Linked DNA regions of Sus scrofa: region 2 is linked to region 1. A link is a contact called in public HiChIP or PLAC-seq data. All regions are on one chromosome and are shown on one strand. The core of a region is the stretch at or near the end of the contact, and the rest is flanking DNA. Distances in the headings are between cores, read along the strand shown. Region 1 overlaps RGS6 (regulator of G-protein signaling 6). Region 2 overlaps DPF3 (zinc finger protein DPF3).

Region 1 (7,183 bases), core at 883-3,382:
CAGACAGAAGGCTGAGATAGTCCCCACATGCAGGGAGAGGAACCGGCTGTCTGAGGAATGTCGCGCCCCCCCCACCTCCCCCACCTCTTCTTCCCCCTCCTCCTGAATGCCTGTTGTTTCTTTTTGTCCTTTTCTAAAAATTCTTGGTTTTACCTGACAAAGGGAACCTTTTCATTTTTTATGTAAAATTTTATTAAATTTGATTCGGGGCATTCCTGTCATGGCTCAGCAGAAACAAATCAGACTAGGATTCATGAGGATGCAGGTTCGACCCCTGGCCTCGCTCAGTGGGATAAGGACCTGGCATTGCCCTGAGCTGTGGTGTAGGTCGCAGACGTGACTTGGATCTGGCGTTGCTGTGGCTGTGGTGTAGGCCAGTGGCTACAACTCCAACTCAACCCCTAGTCTGGGAACCTCCATATGCCGCGGGTGCGGCCCTAAAAAGACAAAAAAAAATTTTTTTGATTCAGAAATTTTCATTTACCTGCACCCCAGACCTTCTCTCTATCCGGCTGAATGATGTGCATGCATGTGACTGCCAGCTTATTCTGCCAAAGCGATGCTGAGGCCTCGGGAATCACGGGGAGCCTGCCCCGCTCAAAAGCTGCCAGGTCCTCAGAGCAGACTGGAACAAGGGACAGAAGGTGACACCCATGACGTTGAAACTGAGGGAGCAGGAAATTGCCTGAGTGACACTTGTGTGAGAAATGGCAGAGTCCGGTTGGCTTGGGAAGGATGCTGACCCAGAGAAGTTGCTTCTGGTCCAGGACTCAGCCCAGAGGTGACTCCCTGGGGCTGCAGAGAACTCACCCAGCTTCCCATTAGCCCTCCTCTACTCCTTTGAGAAACCAGCACCAACTCCTTTCTTTAGAGCTGGGTTCCTAAATTGTACCTGCCCATCAAACGCTGTCCTCTGGGACAAGAAAGGCTTGTAGGTCCTGTCACCCCCAGATGGCCAATTTCACCTTTATGCACCGGCCTCCTCTTTCATGTCACGGTGGACCTGGCAGGGGGTGGGGCTGGGGGGACAGTGAGACTTAAGGAACCTAGGGAGTGGGCGGTGGGGTGGGGGTAGAGGACGCCCCTCCCAGCTGCCTTTCAGGGGCTCTCCTGAACAACTGAGCAGTTAGCTCCCTTCACACGCTGCCACTCACCTCCCCTCTGGGCTTGGGTGACAAACCATCACTGTTTGCTTCACGCCAGGGAGCCAGAGGACCGGAGTGCCAAAGGCCTGTGGCAGAAAGACAGAGGGATGGCGTTAAAGGGCAGGTGATGGCAGATGGCCGCGGCAGCAGCCTGAGCATCTTCTTCTCAGGCCACCCAAGAAAGAGGTGACTTGAGGGCTCAGACTGGCCTGGGATGGACCCTGTGGCTGCCATGCTTCTCCCTCCACAGCTCCCACCCACGGGGCCTGAAAGCATTTCAGTTACACCTGGATGGGACGGGCTCAGACCCGTGTCATATAGCCCTCCATTGTACCATGAGGAAAGAGATGCCCAGAAAGATACAACAATTCCAAGGGAGCAGCATAGCCAGGATGTGAAGATTCCTCATCTTCTGGTTGAGTGAAGTCAGGACCAAGGAGGGAATCCTGAGGGTTTTCTTTAAGGACACCGTCAGAATTCCACATGGCAAATCAAGGGGAAAGTCGGAGCACATTTGCACGCACTCCCAGTCCTCTCCTTCTGGAAATGGAGCTGCGTTACCTAGGGTGGCCACTGGGTGGCACCTTCGGGCCATGCACGGGGCTCCAAAAACAGTTCTATGAACAGCAACAGAAAAACATGCCTAACCTTTAAAAAAAAAAAAAAAAAAAAAAAAAAGAGTACATCTTACTCTGGGTAGGATTCATGTTTAGCTTCTTTTGTCCCTGCCCTTTCTTTGAGTTAAGAGTGTGATTCCCGTGGCTGCGGGAACCACAGAGCCAGGGGCCTGTCCTGACATCTCATTGATGGGGACACTGGAGGGTTTTTTGTTTACAGGTCACAAAAAGTGCCATCCAGACCTGAGTCCTGCTGAAAGCCCTCTCCAGGGCTGCCTTGGGAACCTTGCCCATGACCTAGGGAGCTGTAGTCCAATTGGTGCTGGTTGCCGCTGCTGCTGCTCTCTGCAGAAAAGAGCTCACAGCTCATGCCCAGCTCTCTCCACACCATGCTGAGGCTCGGGGATTCGTGAGAGGCAGACGCTCATGAGAAGGGGGTGGTTTCTCTCCAGCGATCCCTGGAGAATCTTTTGGTAGAGAGGTTCCCCATGTATGTCCCTTCAGCTTTGTTCCAAATGAGTCCATCTGCAATCCCACAGACATTTATCGAGCACCTACTGTGTGCCAAGCATCATGCCTGATGCTGCTGTGGCAAACAGGCTCGGTTTCTCCATCTACAACCTGAATGACTGGGTTCTTCCAGCTCGAATATTCCTAATGGCTCCAAGACTCTATCTGCTTCCGTGATCTCTCCTTCTTTTTGATGCCTCTGATGGATCCCAACTAGACACTGCAGAGAGACTCATGTTGTCCGTGCAGTGGCATCTGTGTCAAGTGGTGGTTCTCAACTAGTGTTACCTCCCAGGGGACATTTGGTGATGTCCGGAAAGTTTTCTGGTTGTCAACACTCAGGGAGGGGATGCCACTGGCATCGATGGGTCAAAGCCAAGGTTGATGCTAAACATCTCTCAGTGCACAGGGCAGCCCCCACAACAACGAGTTTCCAGCCTGAAAAGGCAACAGTGCTAAGGCAGCAGACCCTGGATGTAAGGGGAGATAAATCTCTTTTTGGTAACCAAAAGCATAGTCATCTTCTAACACGCACTAGTGCGATAATGGAGCACCTTTGTATGCTCAGCAGTCCCTGCAGCCTTTGTGACCTGTGACGGGGCTGCGGGGAAGGCTGGGGGATGCAGCAGAACGAGTGCCCTGTGATGTCAGTTCTGGGAGCATGTCCAGCAGAGGGCTACTGACTGTCTTTGTGCTTCCATTCCAGGTTCTGGTTGGCGGTCCAAGATCTTAAGAAACAGCCCCTCCAGGATGTGGCCAGGAGAGTGGAGGAAATCTGGCAAGAGTTTCTGGCTCCAGGGGCCCCAAGTGCAATCAACCTGGATTCTCACAGCTACGAGATAACCAGTCAAAACGTCAAAGATGGAGGGAGATACACATTCGAAGATGCCCAGGTTTGCTTATCTAGTCAAATAGTTCTGTCCCCAGATGTTCACATGTTCACTTCACCACCCCACCCTTTAATCCGAGTCCAAGGCATTGTATGGAGTTAGGATTTCAGGTTTTATTATTTATAAAGCCACCAGTGGAAACCTTTCCACACAGATGCACAATGAAATTCCAGGGGGACTGTTTTCCTGAGTTATGTATTCCATAGAAAATTACTGTTATACATGTTATCTTTCCCAGGAAAATCTCGAAGTGTTTTGCAAAACCTAAAGTCCTGTAATAAATGATAGTAGAATCTGGAAACCAGAGCACCACATCAGCAAAGTGGGGATAGTAAGCTGGCAGGCTGGGGGGTCAAGCCCACACTCATAACTACCACCCCGCACTGCTTCCACAGTGACCCCCAACCCTGGGGGCTGATGAGGGAGTGTGTCTATATTCCATGCCTTGTTCCATGTGATGAGATATCACAAGCAACAGACCAAAGCCCCTGTCTGAGAAGTTAAAGGCTGGTAGAGGAGAAAGACAAGGAAATGGGTAATTTCACCAATAAATGAAGTGCCTCAAAAGAATGAGCCCTAGAGTTTAAGGAAGCCGTAGGTAGGGGTGGGGGAGACTGCCAGCCCTACATAATACAATTAGTGCAGAGATGCTGGTGAGGCTGGCGAAGAAAGAAACTGAATTCAGAGAAGCCACGCTAAACAGCAAACCGAACTTGAGGGCTGGGAGGTACCATTTCTGAAAATAAGCATCAGATCTGTTTCTCACTTCCTGGCTTCTAATTTTTATTTCCTCCAGCCTTAAGGTTTTGCTCTTGTCTCCTAGTCTCTCACCGATGGGGTCCCCAGGTGAGAATTTGTCTAGATTGCTCTCCCATGGACATTATTATCTAATTTAGGAAACTCAGTCACTGATGCAAATAATGGCATGAGAACACAACCAATGTCCCTCGTCATTCAGATTTGCCTTGTCATTTGCTCAGAACTTCGGTATGGAAACACCTGCCAACCTCAATACCATGACTATCTTTTTTCCCTTTCTGGCTATGAGTTAGGCTGAATGCCTGTGCCAGATAGATTTGGTTCTGTGACGTTCACTGACTGCTTTATAAAAATTTGAGTCCTTCACACTCTTTGCAGCTTCATAGCAAAATATCGAAGTTATGCTAAATCTTTTTTTTCTCATAGACTTTTGTATGTGTGTGTATGTATGCTTCCGAGCACATAGTGATGTATCCTGGTAAGAAGAATGACAGAGAAGCTCCAAGGATGATGGAGAATCTCCATCAGTGATGGAGAAGTTCCGTGGGTGATGGATAATCTCCATCAGTGATGGAGAAGCTCCGTGGGTGATGGAGAATCTCCACTGGTGATGGAGAAGCTCCATGGATGATGGAGAAGCTCCATGGGTGATGGAGAAGCACCATGAGTGTAGAGAAACTCCATGGATGATGGAGAGCTCCATGGGTGATAGAAAAGCTCCGTGGATGATGGAGAATCTCCACTGGTGATGGAGAAGCTCCATGGGAGATGGAGAAACTCCATGGGTAATGGAGAAGCACCATGAGTGTAGAGAAACTCCATGGATGATGGAGAATCTCCACTGGTGATAGAGAAGCTCTGTGAGTAATAGAAAACCTTTCCAGACAAACAATCTGAAGCACAAACCTCAACTCTCCATTATTCATGAAACATGAGAAAAAGGATATTGGTCAGAACCATGATGCTCCCCACCCAGTGTTATAGCTCCAAGCAAGACTTCAGGAAGGATTTATCTTAATGTTTTATTATGGAAATTTGTAAACCTGTGGAAAAATAGAAAGAACAGAGGGTCTAACTTTTGTGGACCCTCATCCAGCCTCAGCGATCATCAGTACAAGACCGATGTCATTTTATCTGTCCCTACCTACTTTTTCATCTACCACTGGGTTGTTTTAAAGCAAATATTCATCTGTAGATACTTAGTGATGTATTTCTAAGAGACACTGACCTTTTGGTTTTATCATTACCATCATACCTTAACGAATTAGCAGTTATCTCTCAATACACCAAATGTCATACAAGTGTTTAAATTCACAGTAATTCCCCAAATGCCTTTATAAAATCATTATTCAAAAGCAGAATCCAAATAAGGCTCACACATCACAGTAGATCACCATGTCTTTTAAGTGCCTTGTACCTCCTCCCACCCCCACCACCAACCCCTTGCAATTTATTTGATGAAGAAATTGGATCCTTGCTGGAGAGATTCCACAGTCTGGATTTTTCTGATTGCAACCCTGTGGTGCTATTTAACGTGTTCTTCTATCACATCTTTCCTATAAACTGGTTGTTTAACTTAGATATTTAATCAGATTTAAGTTTGATTTTTGTAGGCAAAACTACTTCTTAGACTATGTTGCCCTCTCTTGTCAGAAGGTACCTTGTGTCTAGTTGTCTCTCTTTGTGGTTGGAGCAGCTATTGATGTTTATTGCTTAGATCCACTGTTAATCACAGGTCATAAAATGGTACTCTAATCCTACTATTTATTAACTGAAATACAAATAATCAAATGCATCTACCATCCGATTATCTAGTAATACAATTCACATGGGAAAGATGGGGAACATGTTTGACTCATCCCCTTTATCTGGAAGTATTGGAAACACAGTGGTTTACTGTCATCTTCCAATGGGCATCAATTAGGGTTTTTGGTAATTTTTAGTATCCTTGCAAACGCATTGGTTTAAACATACTTGATAAATTTTAATCCACTTTGGTTATTATCTTTTTTGATACTCCAGAAATGGAGTGTGTCATTTCTGCTCAGTTGGTTCCTTCTGATATGACCCTAAGTAGTCTTTGATGTCACCCAAATATCAAGGAAGCTAAGATGATCCAGGCTCTTCCCCAGACCTAAAATCAACTAGTTCTCCAAGAATCCCTGGTTCCCCTCAGTGGGAAATGGTTTTTAGAGATCATAATCTGGGCACTTAGAGGCACGTATTGTTCCTGGGTTGGTCATCATATTTAAGCCTTTCTAGCGGACAGAGCAAGGAAATAGGTGGTGGTTGTTTCTGATACAAATACGTCATGAATTCATACTGATATTTATTTTCAATTCACATTGGAAACTGTAGGGGATTTTATCTAACCTCTTCTTTCTTAGGTCTGTGTCTCCTTTTTCCAGGCTGAGAATCCTCGTTCTCAAGGATGCCATAGACAATAGCATTAGTACTTCATGTCATTAGCTTTATTTACCCTGCCTTTCCAAGGAGCAGTCTCAAAATCACAATGACAGGAGTTCCCTTCATGGTGCAGTGGTTAACCAATCGACTAGGAACCATGAGGTTGCAGGTTCAGTCCCTGCCCTTGCTCAGTGGGTTAACGATCCGGCGTTGCCGTGAGCTGTGGTGTAGGTTGCAGATGTGGCTCGGATCCCGCGTTGCTGTGGCTCTGGCGCAGGCCGGTGGCTACAGCTCTGATTCGACCCCTAGCCTGGGAACCTCCATATGCACGGGAGTGGCCCTAGAAAAGGCAAAAAGACAAAATAAATAAATAAAAAAATTTTAAAAATCACAATGACAACTGGCAGCAGTTGATATGATCATTGCCTGGTTCTTTCATAGCGCATAGTATTCCACTGTGTGGAGGCACCATGGTTTAGCCAACCGGTCTCTCTTCTTGACCTTTCTGTTGTTCCTAAGTCAAGAAATATTGATGGGAGAGCTTGGGAAGTCAGCACATGGTGCCTTGGCATATTCCTGACTACACAGCCTTCAGTAGCACAGTGCTCTGCCCTTTCTCAGGTGCATACAGCCAAACATCCCGTATCTCCCCATCGAGGTGAGGATACCCAGAGCATCTCTGACCTCCTCATTGTCTATTAGGACTGAGCTTCGGTGAATTCTACTAAAACACTCCTCCTAAACCCGTTTCTGTGTTCAGCCTGTTCCCTTTTGTTTCTGAAGTGTGTTTCCATCCTAAGCGTACAGTGTGACCTCGGGCAAGTGACTTAACCTCCCTGAGGCTTCTTTTCCTCAT
Region 2 (6,702 bases), core at 1,199-3,698, 220 kb after region 1:
TCCCTTAACAAAGAAAGCAGAGCACAGAAAGACGGAGAGGCTCTCCCGCAGTCACAGAGAAATTTAGTGGCATGACCCTTGACTAATTACCAAAATATTTAATTGGCTCATAGAAGTTCTGCTTTCAGAAGCCCCTGGAGTCAAACCCTGGTTTGGCCATGCATTAGCGGTGGGGCCATAGAGTAGTTACTTGAACCTTTAAGTCTCCCTTTCCTTATGTGTTAAATGGGAATGATTACAGTATCTATTTCGTAGTGTTGATCGCAGTATCTATTTTGTAGAATTAACCATGGTAATACACTGCAAAAAGATCCACAAAAAAACTAGTATGAGAAACAGTGGAAAATGAGACAATTTTTGTTTCGTCTTTTTTCTACTCAAAACTTAAGATTCATTGGGAATAATAGATGCAAACTATGGCCTTTGGTGGATAAGCAATAAGATCCTGCTGAATAGCACAGGGACCTATACCTAGTCAGTTGTAATGGAACGTGATGAAGGATAATGTGAGAAAAAGAATGCATGTATACATTCAGGGCCACTTTGCTGTACGGCAGAAATTGACAAAACAGGAGTTCCCATCACGGCGCAGCGGAAACAAATCTGACCAGGAACCACGAGGTGGCAGGTTCAATCCCTGACCTCCCTCAGTGGGTTAAGAATCTGGCATGGCCGTGAGCTGTAGTGTAGGTCACAGACATGGCTTGGATCTGGCGTTGCTGTGGCTGTGGCGTAGGCCAGTGGCTACAGTTCTGATTAGACCCCTAGCCTGGAAACTTCCGTATGCCACGGGTGAGGCCTTAAAAAGACAAAAGACAAAAAAAAAAAAAAGAGAGAGAGAAAAGAAAAGAAGTTAACAGAACATTGTAAATCCACTTTAATATAAAAATATAAAAAAACCCTTAAGATTCAAAATTAGATCACCTATGATAAACCATAATGGAAAAGAATTTTAAAAATTGTGTGTGTATATATATATATATATATATATATATATATATATAAAACTGTGGTGTAGGCCGGCAGCTGCAGTTCCGATTCAGCCCCTAGCCTGGGAACTTCCATATGCCTCAGGTGCAGCCCTAAAAAGACAAAAAGAGCCTGGATGTTCTAAGTGCCCTATATATGCTACGTGTTATTATTATCAAAGTTTGAATGATTCTGACTTTAATGAGACAGCAGCACTGTCCAATAGAAACATAATGTGATCCATTTACATAATTTTAAACTTTCTAGTAGCTACACTTATAAAAATAAAAAGCAACAGGTGCGATTAATCTTAATGTATATTTTATCTAATCCAATGTATCCCAAATAGTATCACTTTGACATGCAATCCATGTTTTATAATTATTGTGAGATACCATGCTAGTTTATTTACATTAAGCCTTCAAAATCTAGTGTGTATTTTACACTTACCTCTCCATTCAGACTAGCCACATTTCAAGTGTTTCACAGCCGCATGTGGCTGGTGGCTACTGTATTAAACACTACAGGTTTAGAGCATTAAAAGCAACATTTGCTATAATTTTGCTTCCCCCCAAATGGAAGGACTTTAAACAGGTTCTTAGTGTTGTCTACCTGATCCCCAGCGGAGCGCCATTCCAGAACTGCATTCTAGCTGACTCCTGGCAGAGCCTGGTTTCAAAGCACTATGGGTAAAGCTCACAAGGTCAGGGTGACAGGCTAACCAGTGCCCTCCCAACAAAGCAGCAGAGGGTACATTCTCTGGCTCTGAACCACAGGAGGTTCCAGAGTGAAGGAAAAATAAGGTAACAGGTCCAAGCTCTTGCACAACATACATCCTAGACACTCTCCCTATGGAGTCCGAAGGGATTTCATTGATTCAGTTTTAGTCTAATACAGCTCATCTGGATACAGGATTTAGCAATTCTTTAAAACTGTACTCATTTTGACCCTCACACAAATTTGGGGACCATGTAACCTGACAGAGGCCATCCGACACTTAACATTCAAAGAAAATGGTCTAAAACACACACATAATTCATCTTTAAATTAGCCTGATTTTTATACACATGGATATAAACCCACGGATCGTTACTCTCTCCAGAGCAGCAGCAGCTGTCACCCAAGCCAGCCGCCTCCCCGGGCCCCCGTATGCAGCTCTGCCTCCACTTCTAATTGGGAACAGAGATACTCCTTGGGTGACTTCCAGCACGATCCATCACACCAGAGACAGCTTCTGTGCAAACCGAAGGAAATCGGTTTCCAAATAAGAAAAAAAAGCCTCTTAGACAAACAAGGATTGAAGCATAGAAAGTCTTTTTTTAAAAAAGAAAGAAAGAAAGAAAAATGCAAATAAAAGGAAAGAAAAAAAAAAAAAAAAACACCAGTGAAGAGCGATGGCTCCTCTCCAGGGCTGTGGACTGGGCAGCCATCCTCTCGGGTGGAGATCAAAGCCACAGGCTTTTGACACAGGTGCTCCAAGCCCGCCACCCAATGCACCAAATGCAAGACTTCCACTGGGTTGTGGAGCCACTGAGCTCATTAACAGGATGCAGACAAGACGAGCCCGAAAGTGCAACATGGGAGCACAGAGAGTAATTAAATCCCAGGTCATTTAAAAATGCAAACACTTGGATGTCACAGGCTCATGAAGCCTCTGACTCCTCGTGCATTTTTTCTTTTTCTTTTTTTTTTCTTTGGCTCAGGATGGAGGACCAGGAACCTGCAAGTCATATATGGATTATAATAAAATATGCCATATAAAAAACAGATTAAGACAGTTCTTCTTTGGGGAAATACACAAAGAGAGGAGCTGTCTGTTAGCTGTCGAGTTTGCAAGAGATACCATCTTCGGGGAGGATATGCTCTGCCAATAGACAGACTGCCCCAAGGGAAATCGTGGTGAAACACCCCGACAAGGCACATCCATCCATCCATCCATCACAGGCTCTCTCTGACGCAGGAGCCTGGTGATAGAGTTGTGGTGCAAAGAGGGAGAAACCCCACAGACAACGGCAGACAATCTTCCTGCTATATCATGAGTGCGCAGATTTTTTTTTTTAACCTGCCTTCAGGTTTTATTTAAAAATACAAATGTGGGAGTTCCCGTTGTGGCGCAGTGGTTAACGAATCCAACTAGGAACCATGAGGTTGTGGGTTCGATCCCTGCCCTTGCTCAGTGGGTTAAGGATCGGCATTGCCATGAGCTGTGGTGTAGGTCGCAGACTCAGCTCGGATCCCGCATTGCTGTGGCTCTGGCGTAGGCTGGCAACTGCAGCTCCAATTAGACCCCTAGCCTGGGAACCTCCATATGCCACGGAAGCAGCCCTAAAAAAGACAAAAAAAAATTTTTTTTAAGAAAAAAAAATTTTAAAAAATACAAATGTGTGGTTTTCTCTTCTGGGGGCTTATTATTTTGAAGAGTTAAGCTCATCACATTTCCTTGGATTTACACATGAACTTATCCCAAGGAGCAAGAAGCTTAAGCATTATTATTTCATTTATCCCCTTCAGACTCTCAGGCTCATGGAGGTGGGGGGGTATTGTTATCTCTCGCCCCACAAGGGAAGAGATTGGAGGGGACCAAAGCTCTGATTTCCTGAGATGGGCAGGCTCGGGAATCCATCTGCTCTTCCTCAGGGGTGCCATTTTCTTGGCTGCATTTGACTCTCTGTTTTGTGATTCATAAAGCTCAAAATAGATGAGGTTTGCAATGAGGACCCATCTCCCAGTCTGCACCCTGCAGGCCCTCGTTACCAGATGTTCTAGAAGCCCAGGATATCCACACAACATTCCCCAAAAGGCCTGTGGTCCCCACTCTCTGCTGTGACTACCCACCCTCCCCAAAGCCAACATGTAAGGATGGGCCCCCTGGAGCCAGTCCCCAGAGGTCAGCCCCGCAGATAAGCGTTTTCCCATCCCTGAGACACAGAAAACACCCACACTGTCAAAGGATGCTCACCACTGAGCTGGACCCTCAGCACTGGACTGGCCAGTAGACCAAGTCAACACAACTCAGCAGGAAGGGCAGGGAGGAGAAGGATGATGGAGACGCACTGAATGATGAAATGGTTTGAGGGACTACAGATCACTGGAAAGTGAGAGAAGCTGTCTGGGGTGAAATCTCAGCTCTTGCTGCCTACACTGCACACTTGGCCTTGACCTCCTCATCTGTAGAACAAAGCCCACTTCCCGGCGGTGTTACAGGGCCAAACAAGATAATGCATATGAGTATTTGCCCAGAGAATATGCTCAATGAACGTGAGCCCCTCCTTTTCACCTCCTAGAGCCTCTCTCTCCTTGTACTTCTCGCCAAATCTCCTCACCTGAGGCTCTCAGACCATTGGACACGGTGGGGGCATAGCTCCGCCTGCCTGAGCGCAGGCCCTGGGGGAACAGAAGCAAAGAAGTCAAGTCTGGAGCAGTTAAGAGGACAGAGGAGGCAGAGGATGGGACACAGCTTGTAGGCCAAGAGGCTGCTCCAAATCCAGGGGTGGTAGATTTGGAAATCAGAGCAGAACCACATGGAAGAGGCCTTGCTCTGCTCATTCATTTGACAATGTGCCAGGCTCTATTCTAGGTGCTGTGAACACACAGCTTTCTCTCTGTGAACAAGACACAAAAATTCTTGCCTCATACAAGTTACAGTCTAGTGGGGGAGAAATAAGACATAAACAAGAGACCCACAGAATGACAGGGGGTAATCGGTGTTTGGGAGAAAAGCAGAGCAGAAGCGGGGAAGCTGAAACGGTGGTGACACTGTTAGATGTGGGCCAGGAGCCCACCCTGCTAATCAGAAAAGGACTTTCTAGGCAAAGGAGCCATCAGTGCAAAGGCCCTGAGTCTGGGGCCTGTCTGCCCAGAGCACAGTGAGCCTGAGGGAAGAGTAGGAGCCCAGTTCAGAGAGTTTTGGGGCCTCAAAGGGCTGGGTAGGCCACTGCTGACTTCTACTCTGCCATCTGAAGCCACTAGCAGTTTCAGGCCAAGAGTGGCTTTATGATGCCAATATTTTAATAGGATCATTCTGCAAATGACGAAGGAAGGTGAGGGCAGGCGTGAGGAGACCAGTTAGGAGGTACAGCAATTGGTGTGGAGCCCTATCACCGAGCCAGGGCTTAGGAGAAGGTCATGTGTGACACAGACGAACCCTGCCCTAAGGTGCCTACATCCTGATTGCCAGATAAAGCCAGAGGGCAGTGCTCTGCCCCCGAGCAGGGTGCAATCCCCCACAGGGAATCAAGACAGAGGCTGGGTGTGGAGGCTGGGTGCCCAGTGCCAAAGGGCAAAGGGATGGAGCCATACCAGAGCGAGTCCACAGAGGAGCAGCTCTCTGAGAAGGCAGATCAGCCTAGGCCAAGGGCAGGGAGAAGACCCAGTCAGACAGGCCTGACCTAGCACCATGGCATGACGGGTGGGAGGAAAAGCAGAGAGGATGCCTTCCAGGTTTATCTCTGTGCCCCGGGCATTGATGCCAGGCCTAAGTTCTGGGACATGGGGGAACTTGGGCAAGCTGCGGTTCTGGGAAAGGTAGATCCCACAGCCATATGCCAGGCCTTCTCTCCTCAGTATAGAAGATACCAGACTTGGGCTTTTAAAAGACTCCAACGCAAAATGCATTCCCATTCTGCCCAGACAGCACACGCCCTTCCAGCTGGGCAGTGAGCTGCCTGCCATGAGCACATCACTGGGGCTGGGGACAGGAACAGCATCAGCTGAGACCCCTTCCACCCATCCCACAGGAAGCACAGGGTGGCATCTGGTGCCTCCTCCCACGTGCCAAGTCCTCCAGCTCCACCATCCTGAGAGATTCTCAGAACAACCCAGGGAAGCAGGCAGGGCAGCTGCCGTGATCCACATTTCACAGATAAGGAATCGAGGCCAGAGTGGTTAGATAATTGCCCCAAATCACAAGCCAGTGGGTAGAGGGGTCTGGACTTGAACCCAGGCCTTTTTGGTTCCTACTTGGTGCCTTTTTCTCCTATAGAACAGCCGTTCCAAACAGTGAAGGCCCCTAAGACCTAAAACCAAAGAGAGGCGAAGTGGCAAAGCTGGGCCAGGCCCCACAGGCCAGGCTGGGAACTGGGTGGGGAAGTCAGGTGCGAAGGCTCCTCCTCTCCCACTCAGTCTCTCTCATCTGTGAAATGGGCATGAAGAGAGCCAGCCATATTCTTCGAGCTTGAGATCAGACACCAGGCACTTTTCTTTCTTTCAACCCTTTAATAAATCTTTGCTGTCCATCTACTATGTGCCAAGCCCAGCAATGGGTGCCAGGATCCAGGTGAAGGATTTGGGTGGGCCTCTGCCCTTAAAATGTGTACCTTCCAGTGGGGAGAACACATGGGAGCAGACCCTGGGATAACAAGGTGATTGCTCAGGCTGAACGACCCATGCTCTAAACGTGGCTCTGCCAGGTCCAACTGCAAAACACGGCCATGGAGACTCTGCAGCAGCTGTGCATGCCGCCCGGCTGCCCCCCAGCTGCTACCATTTCCTCGGCCAGCCCAAGCTCCCAGAGCCCTTCGGGGACACAAGCAATTTTGGAGGCCCAGGCTCAGTACCCCAGACCCAGGTCCCTTCCCCAGACTCCCAGGAAGGCAAAAAGGAGCATAAACAGCTTCGGCATGGCATGGGGGCTGGAGTGGCCCACCCACCTCTCTCTGGCTCCCCTGCTCACAAGGCCAACCAACAAGAGCTGAAGAAGCTGCTGTTGCCGGCCTCCAGGATGGATGGCTGCAG

Evidence for each region. HiChIP or PLAC-seq counts read pairs in DNA pulled down with a chosen protein or histone mark.
Region 2: an H3K27ac HiChIP or PLAC-seq map of skeletal muscle shows a contact between it and region 1. The contact joins two enhancer-like sites. A contact is called at or near these places in 1 of 47 Hi-C or Micro-C datasets (skeletal muscle) and 1 of 2 datasets of contacts at active chromatin or transcription factors (skeletal muscle).

Annotation. Positions count from the first base shown.
Region 1 is chr7:95,882,654-95,889,836 of Sscrofa11.1, forward strand. It overlaps RGS6 (regulator of G-protein signaling 6), which reads left to right. Exons shown (of 19, transcript XM_021099946.1): 15 at 2,979-3,165. Among named protein-coding and RNA genes, the nearest start is that of DPF3, 370 kb to the right of the region's middle. Within about 2 kb of position 2,133, at least 4 of the 83 cell types and tissues checked have an H3K27ac peak or open chromatin away from gene starts, as enhancers often do. A contact at or near this core is called in skeletal muscle, where this site is marked.
Region 2 is chr7:96,104,338-96,111,039 of Sscrofa11.1, forward strand. The region is part of intron 3 of DPF3 (zinc finger protein DPF3); the gene reads right to left. Among named protein-coding and RNA genes, the nearest start is that of DPF3, 150 kb to the right of the region's middle. Within about 2 kb of position 2,449, at least 6 of the 83 cell types and tissues checked have an H3K27ac peak or open chromatin away from gene starts, as enhancers often do. A contact at or near this core is called in skeletal muscle, where this site is marked.